Linked DNA regions of Mus musculus: all the other regions are linked to region 3. Evidence: chromatin contacts called from public ChIA-PET and HiChIP or PLAC-seq data. All regions are on one chromosome and are shown on one strand. The core of a region is the stretch at or near the end of the contact, and the rest is flanking DNA. Distances in the headings are between cores, read along the strand shown.

What was found. ChIA-PET counts read pairs in DNA pulled down with a chosen protein or histone mark. HiChIP or PLAC-seq counts read pairs in DNA pulled down with a chosen protein or histone mark.
Region 1: a contact with region 3 is called in a BATF HiChIP or PLAC-seq map of CD8 T cells, with 6 read pairs. The contact joins two enhancer-like sites. A contact is called at or near these places in 6 of 39 promoter capture datasets (the C10 cell line, cranial neural crest, liver and 3 more), 1 of 15 datasets of contacts at CTCF or cohesin (large pre-B cells), 1 of 484 Hi-C or Micro-C datasets (bone marrow-derived macrophages), 13 of 115 datasets of contacts at active chromatin or transcription factors (the 230-238 cell line, CD8 T cells, bone marrow-derived macrophages and 7 more) and 1 of 9 other capture datasets (embryonic stem cells).
Region 2: a contact with region 3 is called in an RNA polymerase II ChIA-PET map of effector CD8 T cells, with 10 times the contacts expected there. The contact joins two enhancer-like sites. A contact is called at or near these places in 2 of 484 Hi-C or Micro-C datasets (bone marrow-derived macrophages and nephron progenitors) and 2 of 115 datasets of contacts at active chromatin or transcription factors (effector CD8 T cells and embryonic stem cells).

Annotation. Positions count from the first base shown.
Region 1 is chr10:44,999,430-45,002,404 of GRCm38.p6, reverse strand. No RefSeq gene overlaps it. Among named protein-coding and RNA genes, the nearest start is that of Gm40639, 23 kb to the left of the region's middle. Within about 2 kb of position 1,349, at least 132 of the 459 cell types and tissues checked have an H3K27ac peak or open chromatin away from gene starts, as enhancers often do. A contact at or near this core is called in CD8 T cells, where this site is marked.
Region 2 is chr10:45,019,087-45,021,953 of GRCm38.p6, reverse strand. No RefSeq gene overlaps it. Among named protein-coding and RNA genes, the nearest start is that of Gm40639, 3.8 kb to the left of the region's middle. Within about 2 kb of position 1,458, at least 68 of the 459 cell types and tissues checked have an H3K27ac peak or open chromatin away from gene starts, as enhancers often do. A contact at or near this core is called in effector CD8 T cells, where this site is marked.
Region 3 is chr10:44,402,065-44,405,110 of GRCm38.p6, reverse strand. No RefSeq gene overlaps it. Among named protein-coding and RNA genes, the nearest start is that of Gm35028, 24 kb to the left of the region's middle. Within about 2 kb of position 1,645, at least 23 of the 459 cell types and tissues checked have an H3K27ac peak or open chromatin away from gene starts, as enhancers often do. A contact at or near this core is called in CD8 T cells and effector CD8 T cells, where this site is marked.

The DNA of each region.
Region 1 (2,975 bases), core at 100-2,599, 600 kb before region 3:
TACTGGCTAATCTGTGGGGATAAAAAAAAATAATTACTACTATGTTCAAATTTTGAGCATAAGTGGCCTTTTGTACATTCACATGGAGGGAAGTGGTGAGAGCGAGTTGTTCATCCCTGCAGCTGATGAGGACTGTGTGCACCCATATGCCCTCAAGGTATAAGCAGGACACCCACCACACCTTTATTCTAGTGCACAATGCACAGGGAAGCCTGTGACTCTGGAGGTTAGCATCTGCTCTGTGAGATGCCCTAGACATGGCTTGATGACTCTGTGGGGCTTTTCTATGCAGTCTCTGAAGTCAGACCACTCTGAGGCACATCTATGACAATGTGGTTGGTTTTTGTCTATGTGCAGATTCCTGTGTAGTTGGATTTGTTTGTTTGTTTGTTTGTTTTTTATGGGATTCTTTGAGAATTCAGAAACACACACACACACACACACACACACACACACTATAGATCTTTCTTGTTAGGGAGTTCCACAAACACCCTGAAGCCTGCATGACAACCCCTGATGCACATTCTTATACTTTAATTAATGAACTCATCGTGGATTATTTCTTTAATAGCCTTTCCAGGCTGTCTGCATTTTATTGCCACTTTTTGTCAAAGGAAACATTATTTTAAAAACAATTGAGCAGAATGAGAGTTTTTGAAAGGATGGAAGAAGAAACAAAGAAACAAACTTAAAATCCCAGCAGCTCCTGAGATTCAGTCCCCTTAGAAAACAAACACACTCTCTAGCAAGTGAAATGAGTCAGCACACTCTGTCTATGCTAATTTAAGAAAGGAAAATAAATTCTGAGTTCAGAACAGTACACCCCACTTTTCTAGGCGTTTCTGTCTCATTCTTCATTGAAGTTCTGATCTCTCCTGCATGATGGCCTCCGGCCTGCTGGTCTACCTACAGCTAGCTCCTCTTATCACAACACAGCACATTCTTATCTCTTCTCAGTAAAAACTACCAACTGGGTAAAAATATTTCTAACTGAATTCTCATTTAACATGTGAAACCGGCTCTTTTTCCTCCAGCCTGTGCAGTTTTTTCTTTTTTCTTTTCGGTTACAGGATGTTGTCCCCTTTCTTTTAAAAAAGATCTTTGAGGCATATAAGTTCTGAACTCAGAATTTATTTTCCTTTCTCGAATTAGCTGTAGCTAGAGTGCACTGAGTCATTTCACATGCCAGAGAGTGTGTTTGCTTTCCTCGGCGCCAGGTTGCCCTTTAGCATGCAGAAAGTTAAGAAGAAGGCAGTTTCACAACCCTCCCCTCTTAGCACCTGTCTGCAGTCTCACACCTGAAAATCAGCCTTGTCCTAAAGTGCTCATATGCTGGCCGGAAGTCCAATGGTCACCTCCATTTAAATGGCCTCTCTTCAGGTGCAGTTTTCCAATCTCCCACTAGTTGGGGCTCTACACAAAGAAAAGAAAAGAAAAAAGGAAATAAAGGGGCTCCACAGAATTATTTACTAAGCAAACACTACGCAGGAAGACTTTATTTTCCGTGTTCTTGAAAATACGACTGGTCATTTTATTTTGGTTCTAACACATCGACCACAGGTTTGTTTTGGGTTTTGGTTTTTGTCCCCCCCTCTAACTGCCCCCCCCTCCGTGGGTCAGTTTTATTTGCTCTTCATACCTTGATTTGAAAAGTCTGAACCAAGGTTACTACTGCTTTTGACATCGTTTAGAGGCAGTCAGCTCTCTCAGTGCGTAGTTGCTCTAAACTAGGAACGTGGAAAGTGCATAGACTGAACATTTAGCACACAAACTACAGCTCCACCTTCTCAGTAAGATTATTCTCTGCTCTGCTCTTAAACCCGCAGCACCAAATGCAGCTGATATTTTCTCTCTGTCTCTGTCTGTCTCTCTATGTCCCCGTGGGGCCCCCTCCTCTCTCTCTCTCTGTTTAGTCAGGATGAAAGATCCCCGTGGATAGTCACAAATAATCAAGATCCTCCCGTGCGGTCCACTGGCGCTCAGTTTTAGCTTTGTTTGTCCGGTCTTTCTCCACCTCCCCGGAGATCCTTTGGCAAATCAGATAAACAATGCCTTTTTTGCTTAAGGCAGAAAGAACAGTTGAATACAATGGGAGGCCAGACTTGGCTGAAATGCTGGCTGCAGGTGCTCTCAGCATTGTGGTCATTTAAACCAGATGCTGGGGAGTCGAAGCACCTGCTTCCCCTCTCTGTGTACACTTGAGAGACTGTGCTCCTGCGTAGGACAGGTCAGCGCATGGCTAAAACGAGTGGTGCCCCACAGCAGCATCGTTCTGGTTCATAAGACAGTTGGTACTAGGAAGAGCTTCGTACAGAGCCTGTTTAATCCTCAAACATATGTAGTTTAATTCAATATTCTTCTCTCTCCATTTCCAGACATACCATCACTATTCTGTATACACAGACAGACAGACAGACAGACAGACAGACAGACAGACACACACACACACACACACACACACACACACACACACACACACCTCTGCAACAGAGTCTACTTAAAGTAGACACTCAGATACAACGTTATTTTTCTCTGGTTTATATTATCTAGCAGGAAAGACTGACTAGGAACAAGAGGGTGATGATTTTTATGGTTCTGATAAAAATGAGACAGATGCCGAAAGCCTTGCATAGCTCAGATTTTATGAACATCTCTACAGCCATCATAAATCTATGGACAATCCACAATGAACATTAAATTGTGTACCTTGAATGTTGAGCATTAAATAAGAGATCAGGGTGACACTGCTTGTGTGTGTGTGTGTGTGTGTGACTAGACTAGATTCAAAGCTATAAGAGACTAGTTTGGTATTTTTGTACTAAAATTATTCTAAAGCACAATATTGCAAATCTAAATATGAATACATTAACTTCAGGGATATGTGAAAGTATTCAGAGTGTTTGTGGTATAGCTGTATGAGTCAGGCCTTGCCCTGATGTTAATATTTTAATTTCAATTTAAATATTTCTTTTCAT
Region 2 (2,867 bases), core at 209-2,708, 620 kb before region 3:
AAAAAACATGGAGTCTGTTTTGTGTTGACAACTACTCCAGGACTTGGGGCCTGCCCTGCAGTGTGGTCAGAATAGGCCAACTCTGATTGCATTGGAGAAAATTGATTTTCCTTTCCCAGCAGCTATCAGGTGCAAATAGCAATGTGATAAGGGGGACTCATGTCTTCTTCCCCTTCTCTATGTTGGGATTTTGTCTGCTTTGAACTTTGTTCAGGTCTTGTACAGACCGACACCGTCTCTGTGAGTTCATATGTGTAGCAGCCTTGTTGTGTGTGGAAGATGCCATTCCTTGGAGCCAGCCACTATCACTGTCTCTGAGAATCTTTCTGCTTCCTCTCCCACATAGGTCCTTGAGTCTTGAGAGAAGGGGTTTGTTAAAGACATTTCATTTAGAGCTGATTACTCTAAAGTCTCTCAATTTCTGCACACTGTCCAGCTGTGGGTCTCTAGTTAGTCACTATTCACAGGAAGGTGAAACTTCTCCATGAGGGTGAGGTGACACATTGATCTATGAGTGTAGCAATATATCCATATTAAATCATCCAGACAGTTTATTGCTATGTTTATTGCAGAAGTTGCCTTTAGCAGTAGGTTTCCCACTAGGGCCTATGACCTATCTATTTTAGACTTTTGGCCACTTTAGCAGTGTATTCTTTAGTGTGGATTCTGTTTCATGCAATGCGTCTTAAACCCAATCAAAAAGTGGCTTGTTACTCCTTTAACATCTGTGCCATAGCACATCTGTATTGCCTGCAGAAGACCACCATTGTAGGTCACAGGGTTTGTAGTTAAGTGGTATCGAGGACAAATTTTTCTCCTCTGGTATTATGCAAAGTACCTTCTAGCACCATGGATACCAGTCGGCAGGGGCAAAGCTTTTAGCTAGGCACCAGCTTAAGTTCTCCCTGCTTGATGACATGAGTAAGTGTATCTTCAGCAATAGGGCATTACTGTCAGATTATAAAGAGTGATGTAACTTTGGCAGTGGTAAAATTTTATTTTTAAACCAAGAAATTTCTGTCTGTGTTACCTCTGTTTACTTCCCATTTTTCAATAAAACATGAATTTAGAAAAATTAAGTCTTTTTAAAAAATTCCATGCATATTTTTTTTATCCCTTATAAAATAATTTAGTTTGTAATGCTGTGTAGGATCATTCCTAGGAGTCTGTGTTTTAGACAATTGATTACTGTCCCAGGTTGAGAGTTGAAAATAGGACTACCCTTATGTGGTTTTAAGCAGAAGGAAGTATAATTCTTCAAAATTCCTGGAAGGACTGCAGGCCGCCATTGACGGAGAGAGCACAGCTAGTTTGTTCTAACACCAGCTCTAACACCCACCCTCTCCTCAGCAGCTTCATGTGTTAAACCGAAAGCAAAGAAAGGCCAAAGCTATGCGTAATCTTTACAGATGCTACAGGCAAAGGGAGATGGTATGAGATGGCCGCGTGCCGCTTTGAACAAGGGCTCATGTGTGAGAACACAGCTGTGATGTGGTTGATCTGGAGGCTGACAAAGGTACCTCGTGTTCTAGGTCAGGAAAGCGGCAACCCTGAGTCGCTTTCTTCCCTTGTGAAACTTATTATCAAGAGATACCAACTTGCTGCCAAGTCAGGGTGTAAGTTTAGGAATGATGCAAACAATCTGAAAGACAGAGACAAAACAAAAATATTTGCTGCTTTGCCAGAGAAACAATGAAATATTTAGCTGTTGTGTGTCTTTTATGCTCCGGAAGCTTCCGAATTGGCAATCTTTGTAACTCTTAGAGTAAAACCGAGGAAAGAGGCTAGGAGAGGCTCATCCTGCTTAGTACCTTCTGGGTTGTTCTAGAGGAGAGATCATCTCATGTATGCAGCCTCGCATAAACCGAAACTGAAAGGCCAAAGGGAATAAAGCTCAGCCTCTTACGCTTTAGGCGGCACTAATGAACATCTTGATATTTATATGTCTTCTAATACTTTAATAACAAGCTATATAGACTCATGTCTCTTCACCACTCCACCCTCACGAGCCCCGCCTCTGCATACTTTCCATCTATATAGACAAAGGTAAACAGTCGGTTTGGGTTAGAAGATGTTATTTGGGAGCCATTCTTATAAGATTCAGGTGGAAGCAGGCAGGGACAAAGAGAGAAGCCTTCCCGCGATGCCATCCCTGGGAGCTCAGCCACACCCTCTCACTGGGAGCACGGACTTTCACTGTGGCAGGAGGTGTTTGTTTCTGGGTCACAGCTCTGTATTGACACTGCTTTTTGTTTTGTTTTGCTTTCTTCTTCTTTCTGAATGACTCAGATGTTGGTCTGTTGCTCTGGGTTAATGGCAGGAACAAATCATAGGGCCCACTGTTGCTAGGCTGGAAGGAGTGGACGTGACAGCTGGCACTCACTGGAGGAAGTTAACATCTGGACGCTGGAAGGCCTAAATCTGGTGACTCAGCCACCCTGCTTTCAGATACTTGTATGCGATGTGCCCATAAACATCTGACACTTCCTGGAGCGGTAATAAAGTTCATGACAAAGATTTTGGTGTCAGTAGTCTCTCTGCTAGGATATTAGCCATAGTGGTGATCAATTCTGAGAATGGATGGACTGTTATTAATTGCTTACAACTTAACACATGCCAGGCTCAGCCCTACCAGTTCATATAGCATAATACTGTGAAAGGTATATTGGCAGGTTTCCCCTCTTTTATTCAAAATAGTCGTTTCTCATATGAAATCAAAGTTTGCTTTGTAATTGGCCAATACCCAATTTAAAATTAATTCAAACTGAGTCCAGTTAGACAGAAGGGGATTCCAGGAGTGTTCACAGAACAAGTGTTATTAGAAGAAATCACAAAAAGGCAAAAACCAAACTTTAGCAAGCACTGAA
Region 3 (3,046 bases), core at 396-2,895:
ATGTATATGTAAATATAGTGTATATACATGTATATATGTATGTATGTATGTGTGTATAGATGTATGTGTGTGAGTGTGTATGTGTGTGTGTGTGTATGTATGAATGTATGTATGTGTGCCCGTTCAAACACAAGGAGGCCATAAGAGTATGGTTTCACATTCCATGTCATTGCCTACGAACAGGATCTTCACTGAAGCAGAAGTTTGACATCTCACCATTTTGGCTACTTTGGCTGTCCAGTGGACTCCCGAGATCAGCCTGCCTCCATCTCCCAACACTGGAGTTCCAGGAATGCGCAGCTTCTTTACATTAGTTCTGGGGATCCAGGTCATTTTGTTTGTGTGGCAAGTGTTCTTATTCACTGAGCCACCCACCTAGTACCTAGACACAGTCACTAGTTCTTTGCCAATAAACCAATGATTTTACAATGTTGTTCTGTATATGGTGTATAAAGACAGACTCTCTATACAGACGCATACAGGGACATGGCACTACATGGGTCAGTTGACAAAAATGTTGTGACCACAGGCTTAGGGAACCCATGCTTTCCCTGGTAGCAATGGCTCAGTAGATGCTAACTCAGGGTGACTCTTTACAGGTTAAACTACTGTGCTGTGGGAAATGTGAAACACTGGAATAAACGTGGAGCCCATGTTCATTATTTTGTAGAGAGGACTGCTAGTCTTATCAGAGTCACATGGCTCACTGGAAATATTTCAGTCACTGCTTCAGGCTCTCCATTGTAAGGGCACAAGGCAGATCTTTGGAAGATCTTTGAGAGTGGGGTCCAAGACAGACTGTGCCAGCCAAGGCCACCCTACCAATGGCCCAGGAGATGTTACAAATAAAACCCGCAGAACCCCGGAGCCTAGCCCATGACTAGGATTCCCAGGGTGCTCTCTATCAGCAGAAATGGTATGGCTTTCAGACCTAGGCACGACGTCCTGATTGTCCATTGGCATCCTTGTGGCCATTCTTAGTTTTCTAAAAATATAAACCTAAAGAACAACAACAACAACAACAAAAGACCATAATAACAGCTGCTGGTCATGAATACTTCCTAAGAGTGAGTCCACACTCTTACCACCACCTCGGCAAGAGGTAGGTCACAGCAAGCTCTCATTTGCAGACGAGGAAAAGGAGGTAGAGGTGGGGCTCAAGGCTTCAAGGTCCACCCTGCTAAGCACCAGGCTGACCTTGTGCCATGCAGGTGGGGTAATGACCACTTGCTGAGTTCTCCACCTGAGTCGAGTCCTTTGACTGTCAGAGGCTCCAGTGTGAGTCACCATTAACATCTGACCTGTGTACAATTCTCGGAGGTCCATCAGCTGAAGCCTGACATTGCCTTCAGTCGAAGGACAAACTGTAATTCTTCGGCTCTTCTTGTATCTGGGTGAGGTGACAAATTCGAGGAGCTTCTAAAAATAGCTGGCAAATTCTAGGAGTTGCTAAAAATAGTGTAAGGGAACTCAGCCCTACTAGAGAGGGGATCAGTCTGACCTTTCGCCTTGGGGCCCAGCCCTCCTGAGGGTGACAATTTCACTGCTTCACATGACATTTGGTTTCCCTCGCATGTGGCTTGTTAGGATTGCACTTACAGGAAGCCAGAGAGAGCCTCTAACCTCGTCCTGGGCTATTTCTTGCTGTGTACTCTCTTTCTTTTCTCTCCCTCTTGACTTCCTGGGTTTGTGAGCATCTCACTGAGGCACCAGGGCTAGTGGCAAGCTCACTACTTACTGGGGAAGGTGTGCAATGGGTTGGCAAAGGTAGCCAGGTGGCAGGGCCTGACTTCTGCCACTGCCCCAGCCTCTGGTGTCTGTTCCCACTTCAGTAAACCGGTCCCAGTTATTAGAGATATGCTCACTGAAGGGATCGTTTAATAACTCTATGTCACCTTGTTCTAATCTACACACACACACACACACACACACACACACACACACACACACACCAAAACAAAACAAAACAAAACAAAACAAAACAAAACAAACAAACAAACAAAACCATGAGACAACACACTTACCTCCCCAGGAGATGTCCCAAGGAGTAAATTATCACTCACGGGTGCTTTGAGCCAGTCAGATGAAAGGCTTTCTCTAGAGAAGTGTTGAGTGCAAGTGAGGTCTCCTCAGCTCTCAGCCCCGCTGCCACTTGCCACCCTCTACTGAAAGTGCTCTTCAGGAGAAAAATGTGCACACACTGCTGGGGCAGACGGAGGCAAAACAGAACTAGCTTCTAGGACCGGGTCCATAGTGCCTAACCTGGACTAGCCGACCCTGCATTCTCAGCTTTCTGCATTATTGTCAGGCCAAGGGAACTGGAGTATTCGTGTTCCCATAAATACCCTTCCACAGAAAGTTGACAGCTCGGGAGCCAGAGTTTTCAGCTTTCTTTCTACTTCACCAGTGAGCCTGCCGCAGCTGTGTCAGCCCACCCGCCCTGGATGCATGTTCTCTGCTGCGTTCTGCAGGCACTCTCAGAAATCCTCAGGCTGAAGCATCTCCTCATTAAGAAGAGTCACATCTCCCAGAAACAGAGCAATGTCCCCATAGAATAGGCAACTGTAGAGGTGACCCTCAGGGCTGCTGTGAACTGAGAAAGGAACAGGGAGGGAGGGGCAGACGGGCAGAGGGGCAGAGGGACAGAGGGACAGAACCAAAGGCCTGAGCCTTGGAGTTCCACTGCAGCCTAGGCAGCACTGTGGACAACTGTCGAGCTCTGATGTATTCTGAAGTTGTAATAAACATCTGGCCACATCATAAACTTACTACTTGAAATAAGAAATCTCACGGTGGTATCTCAGGCCGGGGCAGGAGGCCACAAGTGTAGGTCAAGAGAGTACATAGCATGTGGTGAAGAAAGGTGTGAGAACTGCCTCATCTCGGGTCATGGAGGAGTCCTTGGAATGGTCCTGAGGTAGATAGAGGCTTGTCATCACAGGGGCTGTCCCCCACTCCTTCCATCCCCCAGTGTGTGTTTAATGCAGCTACCCCCAGGCTCACCACACCCGCCCTTGGAACCTAAATTAAGCGGTGAGAATGAACC